Linked DNA regions of Gossypium hirsutum: region 1 is linked to region 2. A link is a contact called in public Hi-C data. All regions are on one chromosome and are shown on one strand. Each heading gives the region's core, a stretch centred on a gene start, on an enhancer-like site or on the middle of the called end of the contact. The rest is flanking DNA. Distances are from core to core; before and after follow the strand shown. Region 1 holds the start of LOC107886430 (F-box only protein 6). Region 2 holds the start of LOC107886437 (probable ribose-5-phosphate isomerase 2).

Region 1 (5,277 bases), core at 1,793-4,292, 560 kb before region 2:
TAAACATTCGTATGTTATTTACAGGTAACATTTTTAGGTATCTGAAAAGTTTGAACTCATGGTCGCATAACTAGCGTTAACTAACTCTCCAATTATACCTCGATCCATGACTGTATAACAGTCGTCCATTGGGACCTCCATGTATACTACCACTCGTGACCGTACAAAGAAAAATCACCCCGAAACTTAACTTCTTTAGTATAAGCTTTAGAGGTAATGGTCCTATTTCGGCATGATATATGAAATATGTACGGCTCGGAGCGATATCGTATCACCTACGACTCAATAATACCTTGAACATCAACCAAAAAATTTTAACGACATAAATTTTTAACATTGAGAAATGTTTTGTATAATAATGATGGGTAGGCTGTGGGAGAAGATTTTTAAGGGATGATGAAGTATGGAGTGGAAGGCCCCTTCTGATGATGATGTTGAGGCAATTTTCGTTACCTCCTCTTACGAAGTTGCCTACTGCTTGCCTCCACCAATAGTAGATAAGGCTTGCCGACGAGCCTGAACCACGACAAGTACTCCAAATAGATTGTCGTGTTTGCTGAGAAAAATGGTTCACGGATAGGTAAGAAATCAATCATACGATCCTAAGCCTCAGTATACTTATTATGCAGCTCTCGCCAATCCTCGTCACTCTTCCCACACATGTCCACCTTGTGAGCTCCTTTAAGTCTTGCGGCAATTGCGAAAGTTTTTGCCTCTACCCAAACTGTCGCATCACCTGGTTCGGTTCTTGCATTTTCATTGTCACAAACGCTATCAATTGCACCTTCGCATACCACATCCCTCGATTGTCCAACACTCCTTCGGGATGCAAGATATGGTGTCGGTGTCAATGTCAGTGTATGGCATCCATTCAAACTGAAATGAGCAATTGTAAATTTCATTATATATGAATTTTTATTTTACAAATCATTGCATGATTAATATAGGTTCGAAAGAATAAGTAATAAACTTCGGCTTCTGAGTGTTGATTTAACAGTAGTCTAATGTCTTTCAACTCTTGGGGTAGTCCCACATAACTCGACTCATGGGTCCACCTGTAAAAGCAATGTTAGTTCAAAATATGATAAATAAAAACATTTACCGTACAAACTACGTATTTATTAATAAATGATTTTTACCTTGTCACTAACAGAAACATGTGCGGGTCGTTCACTCGGGGACATAAAAATGGTAGCCACTACCAAGCTTACAATTGCAGCAGGAGCAAGCAACCACCGATGGACATCTTATTTTGTTCTGTGGCGTAACATAGATATCGATATAATATAACCAACACGATTGATCCTTAACTCAGTTTTTCTCATTCTTTGAAGTCTACTAGGTGTAGTTGCCACTTTATGTGTACCAAATTTCAAGATTATCGGGCATTAAAATGCCCCCAATTAACTAAAGGATGAATGCTTGGGTGTATTGTTCTTTGACAACCTCGGTCGCATCTACGAGAGACTTATCAAAATTTTTTGCCAACCAATTCATTGATATCCAACCACTATCAAACTTGTTCGGGACCTTTCCTAATAATGCTATGCAGAGATCATCTTTACCTGGAATGATTAGTGCTCCAGTGACGATCGACCCATCCACGACAGACTAAGTTGTAACGCCAAATCCTCCAATGTGATTGTACACTCGCTGCATGGAAAATGGAAAGCATGTGTCTCTGGCTTCCATCTTTCCACCAATGCGCTGATGAGTCTAGGATCAAGTTTGATGTCTCCGAGCATACGAGACACATGCAAAAATCCCGCCTCTTGTAAGCAACCACGAATGGCGGGGATTGGAGGCTTTGCCAAATTATGTACGAACGCCTCCAAAACACGATTGTCTGCCTATTTATAAAAACAAAAAATATTTTAGTTTATAGAAAAATGTTTTAAATTTAACTTAATCAAAAATAAAAAAAATTAAAATTTTGTCTTACCATTATTGCTTGAGCGGTGAAAATGTGCTTGTCATCCAAACGAATTAGAGAGGTTGTCATTCGTGAAAACTTAATTTGAACAAATCAAATTCAAAATAATTAAAAATATATATTTTAAAACAAGAATATCGGAAATTTTTGAACAAAAACTTAAGAAAATTGAGAGAGTTAGGAGATTAGAAAGAATTGAGAGGATAGGATGTGAGTGAAAAAAATTATTTTGAAGGTATTTTCATGTAATTTTTTTTTGACTATTACCCTTTTAAAATTTTTTACTATTGCAATGGCAACGATTATATGAACGTTGAAGGAAAGTATGCCCAACTGGATGCGCTTTTCATTTCTCTTTCAAAAAATGACCTATGTCCCTAAATTTAAAAAAAATAGCTTAAAAGCCTAATTAAAAAAAATTGCATGTTTGTCTAAGTTGGCCTAAATATTGAAGGTTAATTTTTTTTAGAATAAATATTAAATTGATCTAATATATAAATTTTGTGGGGTAAAGTTACTATTATACCAATTTTAAAAGTTACTATGTGATATTTTTGTGAGCCATTTAAGTGTTGGTAAGAAAAAAAATCAAATAATTAATAACTATTTTGTAACTTTTCATAATTGAATGGAAAAAAAATATTTCTAATTACGTGAGTATAATTAGATGAGAGAAAAGTAATTAAATTATTATAAATAAAATTAAAAAAACTTATATCATGAATGATTAAGCACCAACATTTATTTGTACTAAAAAAGACCAACATTTATAAATATAATTATAACTTATAAAAACTTAAATTACAAGTCTAGAATTTTTATTAAATAACAAGTACTTTTATTTAATTGGTATAAATATATAATGATTATAAAATTCTTAGTTATGATTGCAAGCAGGAGTGAGGTAAAGTTGGATAGATGTGGTTTTTAGTTGAATTCAAAATAAGTTTATTAATTATAAAATCTTAAATACTATTGTAATCCATTTTAAATTTCCTATTATGAATTTTATTTCTAATTTAACTTTTTTGTTTTCTGAATTAAAAATACAACCTAAAGTGGAAAAGAAGGTAGAGTAAAAAAGAAAAGAAACGAAAAAAAAAGGGGGATGATTACAATGACAAAAAAGCGTGCGGGTGAGAATAATTGCAAGCAATTATGGGTTAATGGGCCAAAGCGGGTATTAGATGACTCGCTTAACTCACAACAGAATGAAAGCTAGTTTGATAATAAAGTAGCATTTTCAATGGCATCAAAAAGGCATTGAGAGAAGAATTGAAAGGACAAAAGAAAATTTCATTTTTAGTTGTGGTTGTGAAGGGGTTATTGGTGGGCATGGAAGGGCTGGCCATGCTCGGGCAGCTAATCGGTCAGATTCAAGATCTTTTGCAGCTTCACGGCTCTCCTCCTCCGCCTCCTCCTCCGTCTCATTTTCGCCTTCTTCAACCGCATCTTCACCCCGACGACCACCACCGCAGGTCTTTCTTCAGAATTAGATAGATCTCTTCAATTCCTTCTTTCTCTCTTACCTCGCATTCTCGCTTTCCTTTCAAATGTTTTTCCCCCTTCTCTGCTTCCATCATTTTTTGCTTCTGTTTTATTTTGATAAAAACAATGTGATTTAGTCGTAGGTTATCTTTTATTCCTATAATTTTTCCAATGTTATTTTCTTTCTTGCATTACTTGTTGAGATTTTTTAGTACTTGGTTCTTATGCCACTGCTTTTTTTTTCTGTCAAATTTTCTTTTTTTTTTCAAGGGCTTCGGCATGTTAATGCCATTAGAATTTTTCTGGGTATTCGTTTCTACATATTTTTTACTCTTTTTTTTTTTTTTTGCAAAAAGAATGAATTTTAGTGTATACCATTTTTCAGTTTTTTCCTTGTATTCCAATCATGTAGATTCTTTTTTTTTCTTCTACTTTTTGCTTTGCTTTTTCTTTTCCCCTTTTGCAGTTTTCAGGTTTTTTTTGTTCCCTCTTCTTTGTTAGGGGCTGATTACATTATGTCATGGTTAACTTTGAACTTGTTGACCGCTGTGTTTTTTGGTAAAATGATACTTGAATGTTTCTTCTTGGTTGTGTTAACATGTGATTATAGTTTCACTGTGTATATGGAATCTCAAACCTCGCTTAAACCAATGATTCTTGCTTATTATATGCCATAGACTAATCAGCTCTTTTTAAATTTTCTTTTTCCTTACTACATATGAAGAAAAAAGAGAAAGCTAATCTACTCGTAATACAACTAATCCGGAGCCAGGGGGTTTTAAGTAACACATAGTTGTTGGTCTTTATTTGTTTCGAGGTCTCCTTTAAAACTTCGGGTTTAACTAATGAATGTTGAGTGGGCTGCTACTTTGGTTCGTTCATAATGCTCGGTTTGTCCATATGTCACAGTAGTCGTCTCTCTCTCTGAATATTCCTTCAATACCCATGCCTTATGCAAAGCCATTCTTCGCAATGTAACCAAGCACATAGTGGAAAATTTCTTTTAACAGTGAATGTAGGCGTCTATTTTCCATGTAGTTCAGTTATTATTGATGGAGGCGGTTTGTGAAGTTAGACGATTCCAAGGTTCATATATCATCTTTTATAAGTTAATCCTGAAGCACCGATGTATATGGGCATCTTGTGTCAATTCTAAAGTTCATTTTGAGGTTCTTTTCTAATGAAAAAGGTTTGGTGGTCAAGATGTATCTTGCCAAGGTGCATTTTGAGTTTCATTTCTAATGAACATGTTAGGTAAAACCATAAGGAAAATTGTAATATACATTTTTTATGAAGATGTTGAGATGAATTTATCTTGTTTGGAGACATGATTTATGTCATGTCCAGAGCATGCACAGCTTTGGCATGGTAGTTTTGCTTGGGCTTAGCCTTATTTTGATCGATAAATGGCCATAAAGATGTCAACCAGCAAAAGCCTGCAGATAAGGCCTTGACTTGAATAAGGTTTGATGATTGAAGTTCAAAGGTGATGTGAATGTTGAAGTCCGAATGGATTGCTAGTTACTTGCACAATCGCCTACTAAATTTGGTTATAATCTCTAGCTTTTGTCTCTTGCAATGAGGCACTCTCCTTTCCTTCCCTCTCTAGCTGGCTTGACCCTCGACTCCACCACTGGAGAGGAGTCTTCTGTCCCTTGTGCTATACAGGTTAACTGTGGAACATGTTGCTTCACAGACACAAGGCTTCTTTACTACCTTTTATATTAGGATGTTCTGAGAAGTTTCTATCAGTTTGTATTCATTTTTCACCCCAAGTTCTCTAGGATTCTTTGGTTCTCTTATCAATGTACCCATTGTGGGGTGCATGGGTATTTTTTGATGTGTAAACTTATATA
Region 2 (5,502 bases), core at 2,433-4,932:
AGCAGCCAACAACTACTCATTTAGCTTGTGAAACCATGCTCGAGGAGCTTGCTTGAGGCCATACAAAGCCTTTTTCCAATTTGCACACCAACTGTTGACCATCAAGATGTTGCTAAAATCCTGGTGGTTGCAGCATGTAAATTTCCTTAGCGAGATCTCATTTTAGAAAAGCATTATTAATGTCAACTTGTCGAAGTGGCCAACCAAAGGTAACAAGTGTGAGGACAACCCTGATCGTTGTTGGCTTGACTACATGACTAAACGTCTCTTGAAAGCCAATCCCGGCCTCTTGCAAGTATCCCTTAACCACCAACCGTCCTTTATACCTAGCAATAGATCCATCTGCATTTCTTTTCAGCTTAAAAATCCGTTTACACCCTACTGCTCTTCTAATTTCAGGTAGAAGGGGCTAAATCCCAAGTTTAATTCTGAAGTAAGGCATTGAACTCCTGCTGAGCGGCTTTTGTCCTTGCTTCACTCTTGAAGGCTTCTTCAATGGTTAATGGTTTTCCTTTTTCAGTCAAACTTGTTGAAAACGCTTTTGGCTTGAATATCCCATTCTTTGACCTTGTCTACATGGGATGCATATTGGAAAGAACAGATAGAGATGGCAGCCTGTTTGCACCAGCATTAATTTGAACATCGCTACCTCTATTATCACTTGGAGCCTCAAGCTGTTCATTTCCACCATGAGTAGCATCTGGTGTGTGAGGATGAACTGAAACATTATCATGACCAGAACCAATTGAAGAGGAACTATGAGAGGTAGATAACCTTTCTAGAACCATCGGACTATTCGCAGATACCTCACAAGAAGCAGATGGATGACAACAACCAGGTTTAGAAGAAACCACCATAGGCAGATGAGACTGCCTATGTTGTTGAGGTGAAGCTGAGCTCGAAGAAGAACCTGACTGAGTAGTGCAAGCAAAAGGATATCGAGTTTCATTAAAGACTATATGTCGAGACACAAAAAATGTCCATTGTCATCAAGACATCAACACACTAATAGCCTTTATGATGGGAGCTATATCCAAGAAAAAACACACCGTGTCGACTTGAACTGTAGCTTGTGTTGATTATACGGCCTTAGATAGGGAAATCAAGCACAACTAAAAATTCTAAAATGTGAGCAGCAGGTTTGACCCTATAAAGCTTCTCATATAGAGTTTGACCTTGTAGCACTCCTGTAAAAACACAACGTCGAGAATAATAATATAAAACGATCACAAAAAAATATATATATATATTCGAATAATATAAAAGAAATTTCGATACTTCTATTTATAGGTTTAAAAGCCTTATTCTAATTAATCTTAAATAGAATAAGAGAAGTTATATATCAATTCTACTTATACAATTAATATCAAATAGAATAATAGTACTTCTATACGAATTCTATATTTATTTATTAGCGAAAGCAATCGATTGTTGTAAACAGTAGTGACATTAGTCTGCTATTTAATGCAGTAGACATTTGTTGTAAACAGAAGCAGTTGCAGTAACTATTAACAACTCTAACCACCTCAACACACTTTAACTAATTCTTTGTTATACATTCCAATTCCGTAACATGAAGGATCAGATTCAACCCATTGCTCCATCCAACGTTCGTCCCAACTCCATCCCAACTATTCTTCTCCAACTCTTAATATTTGCAACATAAACATAAACTTGTTATTTGTTTCGCTACTTCAACTAGGCTTTCATCTCCTTGCGATAAAATCAAATAACTTCCACAAAAAAAATTGTGCCAACTTTAGAACATTTTGATTCTTTTTTAGCAAGGGTGTGAAAATTTAATTAACCGAATTAAAATAAGGTAATTAATTGAATTAATTGATTAATAATATATTATATATCTATGAAATTAAGCCTAGTATATATTATAAAAACTAATAGACTTAAAAATATTCATATAATGAAAAAAAATTGAGAAAAATAAAAACAAAATAAAATAATTTAACTAAAGTAAAAAAAAAAACCAATGTATGTATGGTAGATAGACTTTAACAAAATAAAATTTTAATAAAAATTACTCTTAATTTTCTATGAATTAAAAGATAAAGAAAAATAATATTGTCATAATGTTTGTATCATGTTTTTACTTTCTTTTTTTTTTTTGAATATTCAATAAATTTAAAAGTGCATTAAATTAACAATTAAAGATTTTAAAATATTAATAGATTCTATTAGTAATAGTTTGATTTGAACAGAGGAAGAGAAAAGGCAGTAGCGGTGGAGAATAATGAACATTTTCCCTAAAAACGCTATTTGCACTGCAAAGGAGCTGTTGCCTACTAATTTCTCCAAAAGTCAACTACAACACATCCTGCTCCTTGATTCGGTCATCCACTACATAGATCAATATTCCTACAGCTTTCATATATAAGACATAACATTGTTCGGATTATTACTAGTGATTTTGTTGGGGTTTAAATAAAGAAAGCGTAATTGAATTACGCAACTCAAGAAAACAGTCAATGTTTTACTAAAATTAATTTTTAATAGTTGATTAAGTTTTAATTCGATAAGAATGGACACTGTAAATTTGAGTGTATTGAAACGTATCCTATTTATAAGTAATTCTAGACATTGTGTTTAAAAATTAATTTGATCATAAATTTTACTGTTTTTGATTATATCAAATAGTTGTAGGATTTGACTCTATTTTATTGGGAAAATAGTGTAAAAGGTTTTGGATGAATATTTGTAGTATATGATTAGGCAAATGGGATTGGCTTAAGAACATCATCAATTGCTGTAGATACGGAGCGCGGCAAGAATCATGCAAAAAGGAACAACAGTTCCCCACGGTTCCTTTAAAATGTTTGGTGGACCAAATCATAGATTTCAAAGTTGGAAATGCATGCCCCACGCCACGCCACGCCACGCCTGCCTCCTCATCTTTTCTATTTATTAAGAGAGTTTGCGGAAAATAAAAAGCAAAATAGTAATACACCACTTTCACAAATTCCTTCAGACACCGACAAATCCATCCAATATGCGGAGATTCGTAATTTAAGTCCCCACGCGTTTCCTTGCAACTTGTCTATTTCTTTTGCTTATTTCTTTAATTATTTTTGGAACTCCAATTTAGGTATAACATAATATCAAAATTAAATCTTCAAAATTGAGATATTTACAATTTAATTATTATTTTGGTTATTGTGTAAATATATTTTATTTTTTGAATAATAATACTAATTAAATAAAAATAGGGTAAATTAAATTATTAGTCACTTAATTATAGGTAAATTTTTGTTTTGGTAATTTAACTTAAAAAAATTACTAGTCACTGGACTATTAAAATCAATGTTATATAATTTTTTCTGTTCACATTACATACACCAATCAAAAGTTGTCTTTCCTTTTCTCTGCTATAAATTTTTTTCATGAAATAATTTTAGATGTTACAAATTTATGAATCAAAATTAAAATAATTTTTTTCTTCAAATCTTCGACACTGACCATTAAATTATTTTGAATCTAAAATATGTTATTCTACTTATTAATGAGTAGTAATTCACGACACCAATCATAGAATGGTTGCTTTAAGCTTTACGATGAAAGTACATTTTTTAAAAGAGAATTTAATAATTCAATGATTTAATTAAAAAATTATAATATTTAAATAACCAAAATAAGTATAATTTAATAACTTAGGATGAAGTTTGACCTAAAGCCAATATTCGATTTTCCGAATCTCTCTGGTATTATTATTTTGTGTCGGCCTTGGATTCTCCGTTTTATAAGAAGCAAAGGAAGGGCAGCCCACTCACACTACACCCAAACAATCCCTTATGCCTCATACCTCATACCTCGCTCGCCTCCCCGCCCTTCTTCTTCAAAGCAAAGAAAATTCCCACTCTTTTCTTTGCTTTTTCTCTCACTATTCATACCCTTTTGACTTTTTTGGTTGATTTAGTTTTTAACTTGCCAAAATTTTTAATATATTCTTCTTTATTGTTTGCTACCGATTAACCCCGCCCAAATAATGGCTGTTGCTTGGTCTGAAAAAGCTTCTTCCATGGAGGCTTTGTCTTTGTCTCCTCCTATGTCTCCGCCGGTTATCCTAACCCAAGACGAATTAAAAAAAATCGCCGCTTACAAAGCCGTTGAGTTCGTGGAATCAGGCATGGTTCTGGGTCTGGGCACAGGTTCCACGGCCAAACACGCCGTCGACCGGATCGGCGAGTTGCTTCGTCAAGGCAAGCTCACCAACATCATAGGAATCCCCACCTCCAAAAAAACACAAGAACAAGCTATTTCTTTAGGTATCCCACTTTCGGATCTCGACAGCCACCCCACCATTGATATGGCAATCGACGGTGCTGATGAAGTGGACCCGCATCTTAATCTGGTGAAAGGCAGAGGTGGGTCTCTGTTAAGAGAGAAAATGGTGGAAGGAGCTTGCAAGAAATTTGTATGTATCGTTGATGAATCCAAGTTGGTCAAGTATTTGGGAGGCAGCGGTTTGGCTATGCCCGTCGAAGTTGTTCCTTTTTGTTGGAAATTCACTGCCAAAAAACTCCAAAACTTGTTTCGAGATTCTGGTTGCGTTGCCAAGCTGAGGAATGATTGTAAAGGGGAGCCTTTCGTAACGGATAATGGGAATTACATTGTGGATTTGTATTTGAAGAAAGATATTGGGGATTTGCAGGTGGCAAGCGATGCTATTTTGAGGATTGCTGGTGTGGTTGAGCATGGCATGTTTCTTGCTATGGCCACTACTGTTATAGTTGCAGGGGAGCTTGGAATCACCATCAAGAATAAGTAGTACAAACTCAAACTAACTTTATTTTAATAATTAGGGAATTGCTATTGCAGCTGGGAATGGATTCTTCCTTTTTTGGCATTTATTGATTGATGACAAGAGTTGTCTTGTCTTCTCAAGTTTTGTTATTTTCGTTTTGGACACAAATTTAAGGGAAGAGAAGATTTAGGGATGTTAGGATTGTGAAAGCAATAGCTGAACTATGAGAATGATGAATGTCAACTGTTCTATGATCATTTTAATCACAAAATCGGTTTATTATTGCATTTGATTTGGAATTTTTGACCCATAGTCAAATTGACATTGAAGCAAAGAGGTCTTTCATCATCTTCTTCAATATGGCATTCAATTACTCTTCTTTTTTAAAAAAAAAAATTCTGTGATGAATCATCAAATTGCAAATCCCATGGAAGTTCAGTATTGGGTTTTTGAATTCAGAGGCTCGATCAAGCTAATTGAATTCATTTGATAGCTTGACTTTATTTCGAGCTAAACTAAATAAACTGTGAACATAGTTGTGTTGGGCAAACTTTTTAAAGTTTTCACAAACTTCATTGGCAAATACTACTGTCCCAAAACATACAAACTAAACAAAAAAATCAAGTCAGACAAACGTCTTACATTTTCAATGGAACGGGGACAAGCAGCACTGACTCTGGATAACAGTTTCCTACTAACATATTAACCAACAAGATTTTCATGGTAGCCGATCAAGCTACATAGCT

Evidence for each region. Hi-C and Micro-C count contacts between places; a contact is called where the count stands out from the background.
Region 1: a Hi-C map of leaf shows a contact between it and region 2, with 1.8 times the contacts expected there. The contact joins the promoter of LOC107886430 here to the promoter of LOC107886437 in region 2. A contact is called at or near these places in 3 of 34 Hi-C or Micro-C datasets (all in leaf).

Annotation. Positions count from the first base shown.
Region 1 is chrA03:91,087,181-91,092,457 of Gossypium_hirsutum_v2.1, reverse strand. It overlaps LOC107886430 (F-box only protein 6), which reads left to right and starts at 3,042. Exons shown (of 2, transcript XM_016810387.2): 1 at 3,042-3,411. The coding sequence starts at 3,269.
Region 2 is chrA03:90,531,724-90,537,225 of Gossypium_hirsutum_v2.1, reverse strand. It overlaps LOC107886437 (probable ribose-5-phosphate isomerase 2), which reads left to right and starts at 3,682. Exons shown (of 1, transcript XM_016810396.2): 1 at 3,682-5,043. The coding sequence starts at 3,998. The coding sequence ends at 4,780. LOC107886436 (protein PIN-LIKES 2) reads right to left here. Exons shown (of 2, transcript XM_016810394.2): 2 at 5,308-5,502. The coding sequence ends at 5,493.